3 separate regions of the Mus musculus genome follow, and regions 1 and 2 are each linked to region 3. The links are chromatin contacts, called in public HiChIP or PLAC-seq and Micro-C maps. All regions are on one chromosome and are shown on one strand. Each heading gives the region's core, a stretch centred on a gene start, on an enhancer-like site or on the middle of the called end of the contact. The rest is flanking DNA. Distances are from core to core; before and after follow the strand shown. Region 1 holds the start of Oma1 (OMA1 zinc metallopeptidase). Region 2 holds the start of Mier1 (MEIR1 treanscription regulator). Region 3 holds the start of Usp24 (ubiquitin specific peptidase 24).

Region 1 (4,589 bases), core at 1,532-4,031, 3.0 Mb after region 3:
GGATGCTCCCTACTCCAACTTCCCAATCTTCTACAAACCACGTTCCCAACTATACAGACTTAGCCTTAGGATGTTAACATCCAGAAAAACCAAAGGTCACTTTAAGTCAGCCCTGCCAATCTACCTCACTACCTCAGCCCAGCTCATCCTACTTTTGGGCCCCCGAGTTAGAGATTTTACTATATTGTAACTACCTCACTTTAGTTCACTACCAACCCCTCCTCTAAGGAACCTAAAGCAATCCCTCAGGAAGGCAAATCAAACCAGGTGGGCAGTGGTGGCACATACCATTAATCCCAGCACTCAGGAAGCACAAGCTGGCAGGGATCTCTGTGAGTTCAAGGCCACCCTGGTCTACAGATCGAGTCCCAGGACAGCCAAGCCTACAGGAAGAAACCCTTTCTTTAGAAATGAATTAAGATACATTGCTCTGATCCATAACCAAGATGATATGCTAATCTACAAACAGCAGGACGTGCTACTACCTGCAAGAGCCCTGAAGCTGAGAAGAGCGAGCCTGTACTCTAGCACTTGAGTCACAGAGCTGTTCAAGACAATTTAAAAACAAAACTTCAGTCCAACAGGGTAACAGGAGAAGCAAAGTCCAATGCCAAAAGCAACACTACATAAGACTTCCTATAGAATGTTCCCTGTGCTGTCCACTATGGCAGCCCTGGCGTGTGGCTAGGTGCATATGAGGAGCACAATTTGTACTCTGCTTCATTTTTATTAAAATGAATAAGAGGACAGCTCTGCACAGTGCGGGTTAGTGTGATAGATGCAGGCAAGCTGCAGCAAGGCCAGGCAGATGTGAACAGTCACACAAAGGAGGCCCAACTATATAACAAAATTTGTTTTTTATGTTGCCAAATGTTACAAACGTTTCTGCAAACGCTACAAATTCAGTCTTAATGTGAAATTTACCTATTTTAAAATGTTGCCAACCAAATTAATAAAAGTTGATCATCTTAACCAAACATTCCTGTATCTCATTGGTTAAGGATTGTTTTAGTCATTGATTCATTAATTCATTGATAAATCATTATAGGAATGAATGCTACAAGTCAGACGCCACTCTGTGTAGCAGATAAAAAGCAAAGACAAGACAAAAATGCCTGCCCAATCAGTAAAGCTAGTAAAGACAAACACACGAATAGATACAGATATAAGTCTTATAAAAAGCCTACGTGAAATTCAGGGGGCAGAACGGTGTTTATGAGGAATCCAGTATTTCCTCTTTCTGGGCAATTTAAGTGTTTACAGGGTATGTTACTTTGTGAATCCTAAGCCAAGCAAGCTCTTCTGTAATTTCCACTGGTTATCTGTGAGCTTTTCAATAAACTTCCTAATGTTGCTTCCAGCTTCCCAGTTCCAAAGGCACCTTCTCCAAGCCTCCTTCATCCACTGCTAAATGACAGAACATCTAGTGTATAGATATCCCCCCTCAGAAAATAAACTCTCTTCCAAATGTCATGCACCCTATTCGAACTGCTGGGATCTATCTGCTCATGAGAAAAGTGCTCATTTCAGAGCAGGTGCAAACATATTTAACGTAGTCTACCCATAGAAGGTAAAAACAAAAGCTCCAAACACTAGGTACATAATTAAAATCATTAGCATTTCTAACACTGGCAATCAAGTGCCATCCAGAATAGAAACCGTAGTTGTTAATCCGTAATCACTGATTAATCCTTCAAAAAAAAAATGTTTTTAATGGGGAAAGAAATCTGTTTATACATTTTCAAAGAGCCAGTCACTACACTACACAGCACCTAAGAAGAACTGGGACTGACGTGTGCTCTTCAAAGAACTGTGGCAGGCCAACAAACATAGCTGGCAGACTTGTAGGATTAGGAAATTAATGATGTGAGAAAATTACACAATTTGGATTGCTAGCCTCTAAGAACATTTCAAACCCTTAGTTCTTCAAGTGCCATCTCAGAATGAGCAAGTAGTGCGCACTCACTCGCACTCACTGCTGATGGCTAGGAGACAGTTTTAACAACTCTTACTGAAAACTACAATTTCTTCTCTAGTTTCTATGGAAACAGCTGTCAGATTGGCAAAAATAGGACATGCACTTTAAAATAATCATTCCAGCTAAGTACACATGATGGACAGCTTCTTAAAAAAAAAAAAAAAAAAAAAAAGTAAGTTATCAGGGTTGGCTCTTAAGCTTCCAAATGTCACACCGCACCCCTGCATCTTGGCTCGGGATGATGCCTATGAAGTTAAATCCTTTTAAGAGGGCTCCAAGACCTTGAGAGACGCTAGGAGGCGATGAACTCCTAAATTCCAAATGTGGGGTTTTCATCTGCTGGGACTAACATTTCTGGCGGAGGTTTGCCCCAGCACAGTTGCTCCCCGTCACACCGCGAGTGCTAAGTATTATAACAAGTGATCCTTGAATACAAGTTTTTGAGGAAACCAATGAGCTCCCTGGAACTGCTCCGACTGCGCTAATGCTGCGAGCTGGGGCAGGAGAGCATGTGTCGCTCTGCACAAGGACGAGCGGCGAGGCGGAGGGGAGACCCGCACAGGCCAGACCGGCAACGCCTGGAGGAAGCGCCGCTTAGGAGGAAGCCACCACCCGAGGCGGGAGGCAAACTTCCAGAAAGCTCCACCCACCGAGCCGTTCGCCTCGTCCGGCACGGCCTAGGCCCACCGCGGTCCCCGAATCCCCCGGGCCCCGCTCCCCTCTCCGCCCTCCCCGCCCCGCTCTGGAAGAACGCCGAGCCGTCACCGTGAGCGCGCACTGAAGCCACAGCCCGAGCGGAATCCAACAGCCGGCTCCGCGCAGGCGCACACCTTTCCCAAGCCCCGCCCCCTCACTTCCTGCCCTGGGGACCTCTCCGGCGCTTTTTGCTCCGCCCTTGTGAGAGCCAAGTCCGTTTCCCCAGTCCCAGTCCTGGCCGGCTGCGGCTGTACGGACTGTGGCGCCGTCTCGCCCCCGTGTGGTGGGAGGAGGATAGCCCAGATTTAAGCTACCTGCCAGGAACTCTACACCTCCTTGGTACTTGGCATGGCTGTGTTGGATCCATGCAAAACCGTGCCTGCTGTAGTTTCTACACCAGTTCTGCCAAAAGGAAAGCGATTCCAGGGGCTGCTGGAGAACTATGATGCCTTGACTTGAAGCTGCACTGATCATTCTGATCGTAGGTATAACATTAACTCCAGCATCCCGATTACTTACTAACAATCATCCCTCAGTCCTAGATAAAGGTGCATAAAAATAAGACTAAATATGAAAGACTGTTTCACCATGATCGCTCTAGGACACCAGACTTATAAGTGGTCAGCAGTATTCATGACAACAGCTCCTGGAGTGTCCTAAGACCAGATTTCATTGTGGGAATGTTTTACAAAGGAGTGTGAATACTGGCAGGCATGATTCTGTGGGAGCTGCAGCTACCCACCAGAGCCAAAAAAAAAAAAGATGCTTTGTGATTATATGAATTATTCTGGTTTTCTAATAGGCTACCTAAGACACACATTAAAGATAAAAATACTATTTATGTATTCAACTATTTATGTATTCAACAAATATTTATCTAATGTGTGACAGACACTTCATGGTGGTGATCAATATCATATGGTTACTGCAAGGAAGACATCATGAAGCAGGGATTGACAAAGGTGGACAGAGAGCATGACTACACTGAAGGTTTAGGCGTATTCAATCCATCACATCCGCTAGATGGGCTGTGGAAATATTTATAAGCAGTCATAGAGTGAACATGGTTCTACAACCCAATGGGAGCTGGGAACATAACTAGCAGAGTCACCAGTAAGGAAGAGATGAGTCAGACCTTGGGTACCATTGAGGAAAGGGGTAGATGGGTTAAGAGAAAATAGAAGTTGGGAGACAGAACCCTAGAGAACTTAAACATTTTAAAACTCAAACGAGGGCATGGTGGTTTATCTCTTCAGTTCTACCATTTAAGAGGCTGAAACCAGAAGATGACTTTGAATTCAAAACCAGGTTGGCAGATTCCATGGTCAATCCCAGGTCAGCATGGTCTACAGAGTAAGACTCTGTCTTAAAACCTAAAAAAACAAAAACAACAAAAAACAACAACAACAACACAACAAAAGTAAGAAGAGAATTAGATAGATAGAGAAAGCCAAAAGGAAGGGAAGGGGGTTGGGGTGAGTATTCAGTATGCTATAATTAATGGTAACTTACCAATACTTAACTTCATTTAAAGATAGTGATATTTTTCTGGGTATAGTGACACACCCTTCTAGTCCCAGCTCGTGGAAGACTGGGGCAGGAGAAGATCAATGATAACTGGCTGAGACATTTTATGAGCCATTTACATAGTGCCTGCCAGCCCCCTCATTTATATGTTAGACATGTAGACATGTTTTGTTTCTTACATGTAGTTCTTGGTCATGGATGAAAATGAGGTTCCAGTCTCTGACATTGGTCACTTCCTTTTTTTCAATATTTATTTCCTTACATAAGTGTTTTGTACGTGTGTAAGTCTGCACACCGGAAGAAGGCATCAACGATGAATTGCTATGTGGTTGCTTGGAATTGAACTCGGGACTTCTGGAAGAGCAGCTGTGCTCTTAACCACTGAGCC
Region 2 (4,429 bases), core at 1,570-4,069, 3.2 Mb after region 3:
TGCTTCAATAACCTTACAGTATGTAATCTTAAGGGATAATAAGCTGAGAAATATTACGAAAGAACTACGAAGGGGAACATGTACTAACTCTTCTGTGTACAACAAATTCATTTAATGTTACCAAAATTGAAGAACCACTAAATGTATTCTTCCTATATGAGTTCACGAAGATGACAAAGATCCGTATAAAAATGAACTGCTACCAACTCCAATCATATTTAATGCCAGTTATAGTTCACAAATCAAGTACTTTTCTTGGAAAAATAGGGTCAGGCGCATTCTCGGAAGAGGGGAGAGCAGAATACTTAAGATGTGGTCCGAAGCCTCACTTCTTTAGTGAGTGTCAAGTCCCCTACATTTAAAAATAAATGGACACTGCCCCAGCTCCTCTTACTCAAAAGCACAACAGTTCAGAATGCAAATGTTTGCTGCATACATCATAAACAATAACCCCATGAAAAGTCTATACGGAGGTAAAACATTGTTAACCAATCATCTCGCCACCATTTTTTTTCCAGGATTACTGTTAAAAAAAAAAAACCCTCAATTATTAAAAAACTGAGACAAGGAAAATTATAAATTTACTTTTCTCTTCACCTATTTTAGGATATTTTTGTTGACATGTAAAATTCCTTTACTCCTCTAAGTTTATGAGACCCTTGGGTTGTATCCTACACAGTCAAAGCAAAGGGCAACCTATAGGCAATTTAAGAATATAAAATATATACCAGGTCATTAAACAATGCAATGAAAATGAAAGTCAAGTTCCTAAGATTGACCCATCCACCTGTTCCTGCAAGCCCCAAGTCTTCCCTCTCCACATGATGGGATACCTAAGAAGAGCAGCTTACACTAGAGAACAAGATAGTGGCCAAGGTGGGCACACTTCTCCCATTCTCACATGAATGCAGCCACTTTTCATTTCTATAACAAAACACTGCATGCTGGCACTCAGTTTTTTTGGTGACGTTTCTTTAGGTTTCCGTGTTTTCGTATCAATAACGTGCCACGGAGTGTGACTGTCCAACCACATAGACCTGAGGCCACAGCACAGCAGTGTAGCAAATACTACATATATCCTGTAGATTTTCAGCAAACGGGAGCCCAGGGAAGGTTAGCTGATAAGATGCCTGAAAAGCCATCTATACACTCTACTTCCTCTTGTAGCACAGGAGCCCAGGGAAGAAAGGCTGGTGGATCACACCCAGGCATATCTATGTCAAGTAAAAGTAATGCGACCACTACTCATGTCTTGCAATTCTTTGACTATGAATAGGAAAAAAACCACCTGAAAACACAACTAATGCGTTTTAGCGCTAAGTAATATCAAGTCTTCTCAATACTGGCAGCAAACAGTCCAGCTTCCAGGAAAGCTCCTCTTCTTTTAGTAGCAAATAAATAAATAACATTTAAAATTTCAGAACATCAACCTAAAGGTCACTGTATAACAGAAGAACAAGTTAACACTCCAGGAAGCTTGACTGGTACAGGAAAGGCACATCTTATGTTTCTGTAGCCCAAGGCTTACAGATATTATGTATAAACAAAAGTAGTCACTCTCTACTTCTCTGCTTCATTTAGCAAATGAAGGAGTTGAAAACTGAGAGCTAAGTGGTAAATAAAATCAAATACTTCCTCAATCTATTTTTGGGTGCTCTCGACAGAAAAACATGAAGATGTTTAGCAATCTTACTGCTTTATTAATCAAGTGTTTACAAGATTTGCCTCAAGAGAGATCCCATTAAGTCCAAATATAACAATATGAACTCAGGGGGAACAAACAGTAACGAAATTCACCGACTAAAAATTAAACAAACCACAGGACCGATGGCTTAAAACCAGACAAAATATTAAAATTTCCTACAGCACATTCTAAGATCTAATTACACCTAAAGCAACTTGCTTGCCTACCCATCTGAGAACACTAACCAAAGGAACTTGTTTACTAGGAAATGAAGCTAAGGCTGGGGGGGAGGGGGGGATGTGGCTCGTAGTAGAGCGCTTGCTTATCTGCCTTGACAAGAACCTTGGGTTCTATCCTACAGCAGAGGGACAAGAGAAACAAGAAAAGTTTTCTCTAAGAAGAGCAAAATAAAAGGTAAATAATTACAGGCACCTTTGATTTGTAAGTTTTTAGCCTAGTTGGTTCAGGAGCTATAGCGTGGAAAAGAAACTTGGAGGTTCGGCCAGGGGGAAGAGTCCCAAGCTGGATAGGGCCTACTGGGTTAATTTCTCCTGCTCACCTCTCCACTATCAGGAAAACTACTAAACTAACCCAAGGTGTGTCAGCCTGCTCGCCCCCTGCCTAGACGGCAGGTCAGCAGTCGCGGGCTGGCGGGGGTGACGCGGGCTGGCGGGGGTGACGCGGGCTGGCGGGAGCAGCGACTTCTGGGCTCGCGAGGGAAGAAAGTTCGCGGGAGCAGGCAGAGAGGAGTCCGCGGGCCGCGCCGGCCGGCGAAGTTGCGCCCTGGGCGGCTTCCGGACGGGCGCCCTCGCCCGCTCCTCCCGCAGCGGCCGCCTCCCAACTGCCTCAAGTCCGACGGCGCCTCCGCGCCCAACTTAGTTTCGGGAAGCCCAGCCGAGCGGCCGGGCCGGACAACAGGTGGGCAGCGGCGCCGCAGGCCCGGCCCCGGCAGGCCCGCGCCTCCCGCCCGCAGCCCTCCACCGAGGCCCCGCCGGGGAGGGGCGCTCGTTCTTACCTCCGCCATGTTGGCCGCGCCACCGGGTCACATCGCCGCGGCGGGTCGCGGCCAGAACCCGGATGTGCGCCTGGGCCGCGGGGCTCCCGCTGCCTTCTCCGCCGCCGCTTCGGCGGGAACGCGCAGGAGCCGCCCGAGCGCGCCACCACACCCCGCTCCGCCCCCTCGCGGCGCCCCGCTCGGCGGGACGGGAGGGGAGAGGCCAGCGGGCGCGCGCGGAGCAGGGAGCGCGCGATCCCGCGGCCGCCGTCCCGGGGGAGCGCGCGAGGGGCGGGCCCGGGCGAGCCCGGGGCAGTCCGCGCGCGAGGTCCGGAGAGGTCCCCTCAGGGTACTCACTTTGCAGGAGAAAAAAACCTCCTATTCTACCGGTCGGTCACTTCTGAAGTGCTTTTGCTGGGAAAGAGATGTTGCCTGGGCGCGACAGCAACACGAAACGCTCTGACAAATACTTCCCCTGGTGATTCCTAGCAAGAAAACTCCAACTCCCCCAAATTGGCCCAGCGCAAAGATGAAGAGTAGAGAACATTACATTTTCCTCACTTTTTGTGATGCCAGGAGCAACACAGCTCTGCCACGGATGAATTTTTGCACAAATATACAAAAGTTTCAAATGTAAAGTAATGCTCTTCTATGGATATGCCTACTTGACTGCACGGAGACAGAACGTACATATTTGCAATGCCTAAAATACTTGCAAGTAGAAAGTTTGTTTTAATGCACTGCTAACTGGCCTTGAGGTCCATACTGATAATGGCCAGGGCCAATGATTTATCTGGTTCCCTAAAGTAGATAATTTAGGCAGATATTAAAATGGGCAGTAAGTTTAAAAGCTTTTTTTTTGTTGTTGTTAAAGGCCAGCGTTTTTTCCGACATGATTAAGTTTTTCAAAAATGACTACCAAAAATCAATCAGTTAAATGATACTCATTACCTCTGAGGAATATACCATGGTTAAAAAAATCATTGCACAAATGTGTACATACAACTTTCTTAAACATCATACTTATAATGCACTTGGGAGAATGCTGATTTCTGAAATGATTTCTATTTCCTTAAAATTCTAGATTCCATCAAGCCTTTTCCCATTTCTTAACACTGGACATGAACTTGAAAGTCTTAAGCCCAATAACAATTTGTGCATGAATAAACTGCATGTATAGGTATACGAAGTAGCTGCTAAGTGAAAGGACATTACCTTGTAATTTGACAGGAAAAGAATCCAGAGACAGTCTGTAAACCAATTAAACATAAACATCTGATGCACATTTTCTACTGAAAGAAAAGCAAGGGAAAGAAGAGAAAGGAAAACTTTTAAGGTTCCCAAATCTACAAACAATTCTTACCATTTACTGCACTTGTTATAGTATTTTCACTTTATTTTAAAGATTATATAAGCTTCCTCCCCCCACAAATTCTTGGAGGGAAATAAATATTTTAGCACTGATACAGTTATATTAAGTTAAGGGACTACCTTGGACTTTTTAAAATGTCAGCTCTTATCCAAATAGTTCTCACTGGATGAAAAAACAAAAAAACAAACAAACAAAAAAAACCCTGAAGACAAAAACTAATGGATGTATGTGGGCACAGGTTAAAAATAATAAAGGGTTCAGGGGGCAGTTTGCACTAAAATATGCAAGGTAAATATATGTGGATTATTGCTGGCCACTGAAGGGAAAACTGGAGTATTGCTGAATTTTAGTATTATAGTTCAAGTTGCTTTAGTCTATT
Region 3 (4,268 bases), core at 168-2,667:
GCTTCGACCTCCCATTCCTGATCTCATCGCCGCCAGCTTCGACCTCCCATTCCTGATCTCATCGCCGTCTGGCCCTTCCTTTGCTCCTACTCCTTGCCCAGGCTTCTCACTCATTCCTTATCTCAGTCCCATTCCACTACTTGTCCTAATACCTGACCTTAGTCAAGCCCATCCTTACAACCCAGACATTAAAACAGCCAAACCTGCTCCTCTGCCTTATACTCATTCCTATCATTCCTGGTCCTGTCTAGGCCCTTCCTCATTTTAGACCCTGTCCTCTTCCAACGGTTGGCTTAAAAACCTAAACCCTTCTTCTAACCCCACTGGTCCTCCTGTCTGACCCGGCAAAGGCCTTCACTCTGGCAGGCCTATAGCGAGCACTATTTCTGACTCTGAACTGGTACTTATCCCAATCCTTCACTGAAATCTAGTGTCACAAATACTCTGGTCCACTGGGACCTCAGTTTTGACACCTGATATTCATGTCCTTCCCATTTCCCAAGCCACGCGGATTTGGAAATGTGGGCCCTCCTCCCCATCCCTCCCGGGATTCCTGCCCACCGCATAGACTCAGCAGGTAGCCTATGGAGACCCCGCCACGGCCCAGAACTGTATACCTAACTCCACGCGGGAATATTCCTCCCCCAAGGCCCTTCTCTCCATAGGACCCCAGTCTAGTGACCCCGATCTCGGACCAGAACTGGTGTTCTATTATCTCGGTGCCCCGAGTTTCATTACAGCCCCCGCCCAAAAGTCCCGCTGCGAGCCGGGCTGGCAACGCTCCCTGTCCTCGGGACTCCAGCGCGGCGGCCTCTCCCGTGAGGTCAGGGCAACCCCACTCACCTCCGCGTCCACCACCTCGTGGTAGGCGGGCGGGGGATCGAAGCCGCCACCACCTCCGGTGCTCCCGCCGCGGGAAGGCCCGCTGCCGTCGCTGCCGCTGTCGCCCCGTGGGCCGCCGCCCGGCCCCGGACTGGGGCCGCCGCTATCCATGGGCTCGTAGCCACCGTAGTCGAGGCCGGGCCGCTCGTTGGTGAGCAGCGCCACGGCCTCGTTGATGTCGTTCTTGGCCAGGCGCAGGGCCTTGCGGATGGTGGCCGGGTCCGAGAAGCCCATGCACAGCAGCGTGGTCATGTGCTGCTCCTCCTCCGATTCCATGGCTCCGGCCTCGGAGTCGCGCCGGCCGGCGTGCGGCGAAGCTGCGGCTCCCGGGCCTGGCGGGCCGTGCCGCGCTGCCTCGGCCCCGGCTCCGTCCCCGGCAGGGCCCCTGAGCTCCCGCCCCGCGCGTTCCGAGGCCGCCGGGCCAGGGTTAGGTGCGCGCGTGGGCGCAGCGAGCCGAGCTGGGGTGGTGGGGCGCTCAGGCGCGGCCGGCCGGCCCAGCCCTGCGCGCCGCCATGTTGGCCTGCTCCTCCTCTTCGCGGGGCCGCGCCTCCGCTCCCGGAAGCAGCCCCGGCGGCGCTCGGGCCGCCGTCCCCGGGCTCGGGCGGCGCGGAGCTGTGGGTGTGCGGACGCGTGTGTGTTTCTCCCAGGCCGGGGCCAGGGAGGGGCGTGCGCCGAACGTGTCTGAGGTGAGAGGCCGCGGAGCGCAGAGAGAGCACGAGAGTCCTCCGCCTGCGCCTCCCGCCCACCCCTTCCCCCGGCAACAGGTTCCCTCTGGGACGGGAGGGGCAGGCGCCGAGCGGCTCGCTGCCGGTGTCGCTGAGGTCCCCGGGCGCCCGGGCCTCGGTGCCCTGACGACACTCGTGTCCCATCGCAGGTGACTCTTCCCGCCGCCCCCGGAACCCTGCTTGGTTCTCCTGAAGTGTCCTGCGGTCCGAGGAAAGTGACCCTACGCGCCGCTGAAGCCCTCCTCGCCGCCCACAGACGGGTGCCCAGATCCGCAGGACGAGCATCCCCGCACACCCTCGCCCTCGACCCTCCAGCCTTCTCTAGAGACCCCTAGACCTTGAACTCCCACTCCCAACAACACTGACCACCTGTCCCACCAGGCCTGATAAACTTTACCATACTTTTCAGCCAGAACTGTATGACCGTCCTTCAGACACAGACACATGGAAATATTCTGGGTGTCTACTTCTATCCTGATTCTGACCACCAACCCATTTCTACTGAAGTCTTTGGCTCAGGGGTGAAGACTTTCCCCTCTGTTTCTGTCTTCCAGCGTTTGTTTAGCTTTTTGCCTTCTGTTCCCACCTCATTGGCGTTACCATGGCCAGTCCCCTTTGCCCCTTTTCCCGTTTCAGTGTCCTGATCTAGGTTTCTTCTCGGTTCTCTTCCCAAGATGCTGGTTCCTCTTCCTTCTCACATACTTGCTTATTAGTTCATCTGCTTTGGTCTTAATCCTGCTTTATTCTTGAACCCCCTCCCCACCCCCCAATCCACTAACCTTTCTTTTTCACACTGTTAAAACATTTCTGATGGCTTAACAATTGGACCTTCACATAGCCCAAATCTGAAATTACTGACAGCACTCAGAACTTTTCTCTGCATTCTCTGCCAGCATTTTTCCCCCTCAGATCCTGGTGGCTTCTTGCCTAATAATTTGATAGTTTGTAAACACCAGCTATTTGATTATTTACGGGGTGAATTTATCATTATATAGATATAGTTTCTATTATTCTTACTAAAGGCTAGTAATGGGTTTGATCACAAAGTAGACACCTGAATAAGAGGTAAGTTCTGGGGTGTCAATGAAATTTTAAGTACATATAATAGATAAAGACCAAAGTAGTCTAAGTTGAAAGCATCCTGTCACAGAATATACACCAACACAATAGGTCAGGGCACCTGTAATCCCAGCCCTCCAGAAGCTGAGCCTGGGAGATCTCCAGTTCAAGAATAGCCTGAATTACGTATACATAGCAAGACCTTGCCACAGAACGACCAACTGTACCATTTACCAAGTCAGATACCGTTGATGCTGGCAATGCCATGGAGAACAAAAGGACCATTTAATGATGGAAAGCAAAATAAAAACATTCCATTTCTACCTTGGGTTTGCAGAGTTAAGCCAACAGCTAAACTACTAAATGAGTTAGCAACAACAAAAAATTGCTTGCTACTAAGATTGGATAGAACTGAAGAGGTAATGAGAGGAGAGCCAGCCCACTCAGATGGCACAAAAAAGGCTCATCAGCAGTGGCAGGTCTGCAGACCATGACAGAGGAAGCTGTGCTTAGCTGAGAGGAGGAAGCAGAGAAGGAAGCAGAGAAAAACAAGTCTGTGATGAGAACTGGAAAGGAGCCACAAAAAGCCTGCCCCCCAAAACTTGCCCTCCCCCACAAAAGCCTAACCCCAAAACCTACTCTCTCCCCACAAAAGCCTACCCCAAACCTACCCTCCCCCAACAAAAGCCTGTCCCCAACAATAGCCTCCCCCCAACAAAAGCCTACCCCCTTTCTCCTCCCCCCCCCACAAAAGCCTACTCCCCCGCCCCCCAAAAGGCCACTTTTGAATCAAATCCTGGAGCTACCAAAAAGTCATTTGAGTGTCATTTGAGGATGCAACAGCAATGCCAGGATTTTTTGCATTCCTTTTTAAAAGCAAACCTCGTTGAGTAAGCCGGGTGTGGTAGCTCATGCCTGTCCCTCCCAGCCCTTAGGCTGCGATAGGAGATTAAGAAGAGTTGTCAAGGTCATCTTCAGCTATGTAGTAAGTTTGAAAGCCATTCTGAGCTACAGGAGACCTAGTCCCAAAGAAAAATCTTGTTAAATTGGGGAAGTATAGATGTCTGTCTTATTCATGTTTTCATTTACATTTTTAATTTAATTGCAGGAAATCCAGAAATGTTAAAAAATAAAAAACACTTTAAAGAAATTTAATTGCAGCCAGGCATGGTACAAGTCTTTAAGCCCAGCACTTGGGAGGCAGAGGCAGGTAGATCTCTGTGAGGCCAGCCTGGTCTACAAATAGAGTTCCAGGACTATCAGGACTATTACACACACACACACAAAACCCTGTCTCATAAAACAAAACAACAACAAAATTACACCTTTTTTACACATATCTTCTTTAGAAACGTAGAGAAAAAGAAAAGGTACATAGGACTTTAGAAATAAGGTATGGTGGAGTATCTTAAAGACATGAAGGACTCTACCTACCATTAGTCATTTTTACTCGGTCTACTCTGAACTCACTCAGATGGAGATGTGTGTGCACACATGCACAGCTTCTGTCCTTTTGAATGTATTGTCTATGAAGGAAGATGATTATAAATAAACCATGATAGATACCTTGACAGAATTTCTTACTCTCCGGGGTCAGAGCAG

What was found. Hi-C and Micro-C count contacts between places; a contact is called where the count stands out from the background. HiChIP or PLAC-seq counts read pairs in DNA pulled down with a chosen protein or histone mark.
Region 1: a contact with region 3 is called in an H3K4me3 HiChIP or PLAC-seq map of stem cell-derived neural progenitor cells, with 12 times the contacts expected there. The contact joins the promoter of Oma1 here to the promoter of Usp24 in region 3. A contact is called at or near these places in 1 of 39 promoter capture datasets (pre-B cells) and 2 of 115 datasets of contacts at active chromatin or transcription factors (astrocytes and stem cell-derived neural progenitor cells).
Region 2: a contact with region 3 is called in a Micro-C map of embryonic stem cells, with 3 times the contacts expected there. The contact joins the promoter of Mier1 here to the promoter of Usp24 in region 3.

What each region holds. Positions count from the first base shown.
Region 1 is chr4:103,312,038-103,316,626 of GRCm38.p6, reverse strand. Oma1 (OMA1 zinc metallopeptidase) reads right to left here and starts at 2,781. Exons shown (of 9, transcript NM_025909.3): 1 at 2,744-2,781. It overlaps Gm36523 (a long non-coding RNA gene), which reads left to right and starts at 2,905. Exons shown (of 6, transcript XR_867961.2): 1 at 2,905-3,155; 2 at 4,469-4,589.
Region 2 is chr4:103,117,780-103,122,208 of GRCm38.p6, reverse strand. Mier1 (MEIR1 treanscription regulator) reads right to left here and starts at 2,819. Exons shown (of 13, transcript NM_001039081.2): 1 at 2,700-2,819. The coding sequence starts at 2,708.
Region 3 is chr4:106,313,362-106,317,629 of GRCm38.p6, reverse strand. It overlaps Usp24 (ubiquitin specific peptidase 24), which reads right to left and starts at 1,417. Exons shown (of 68, transcript NM_183225.2): 1 at 844-1,417. The coding sequence starts at 1,158.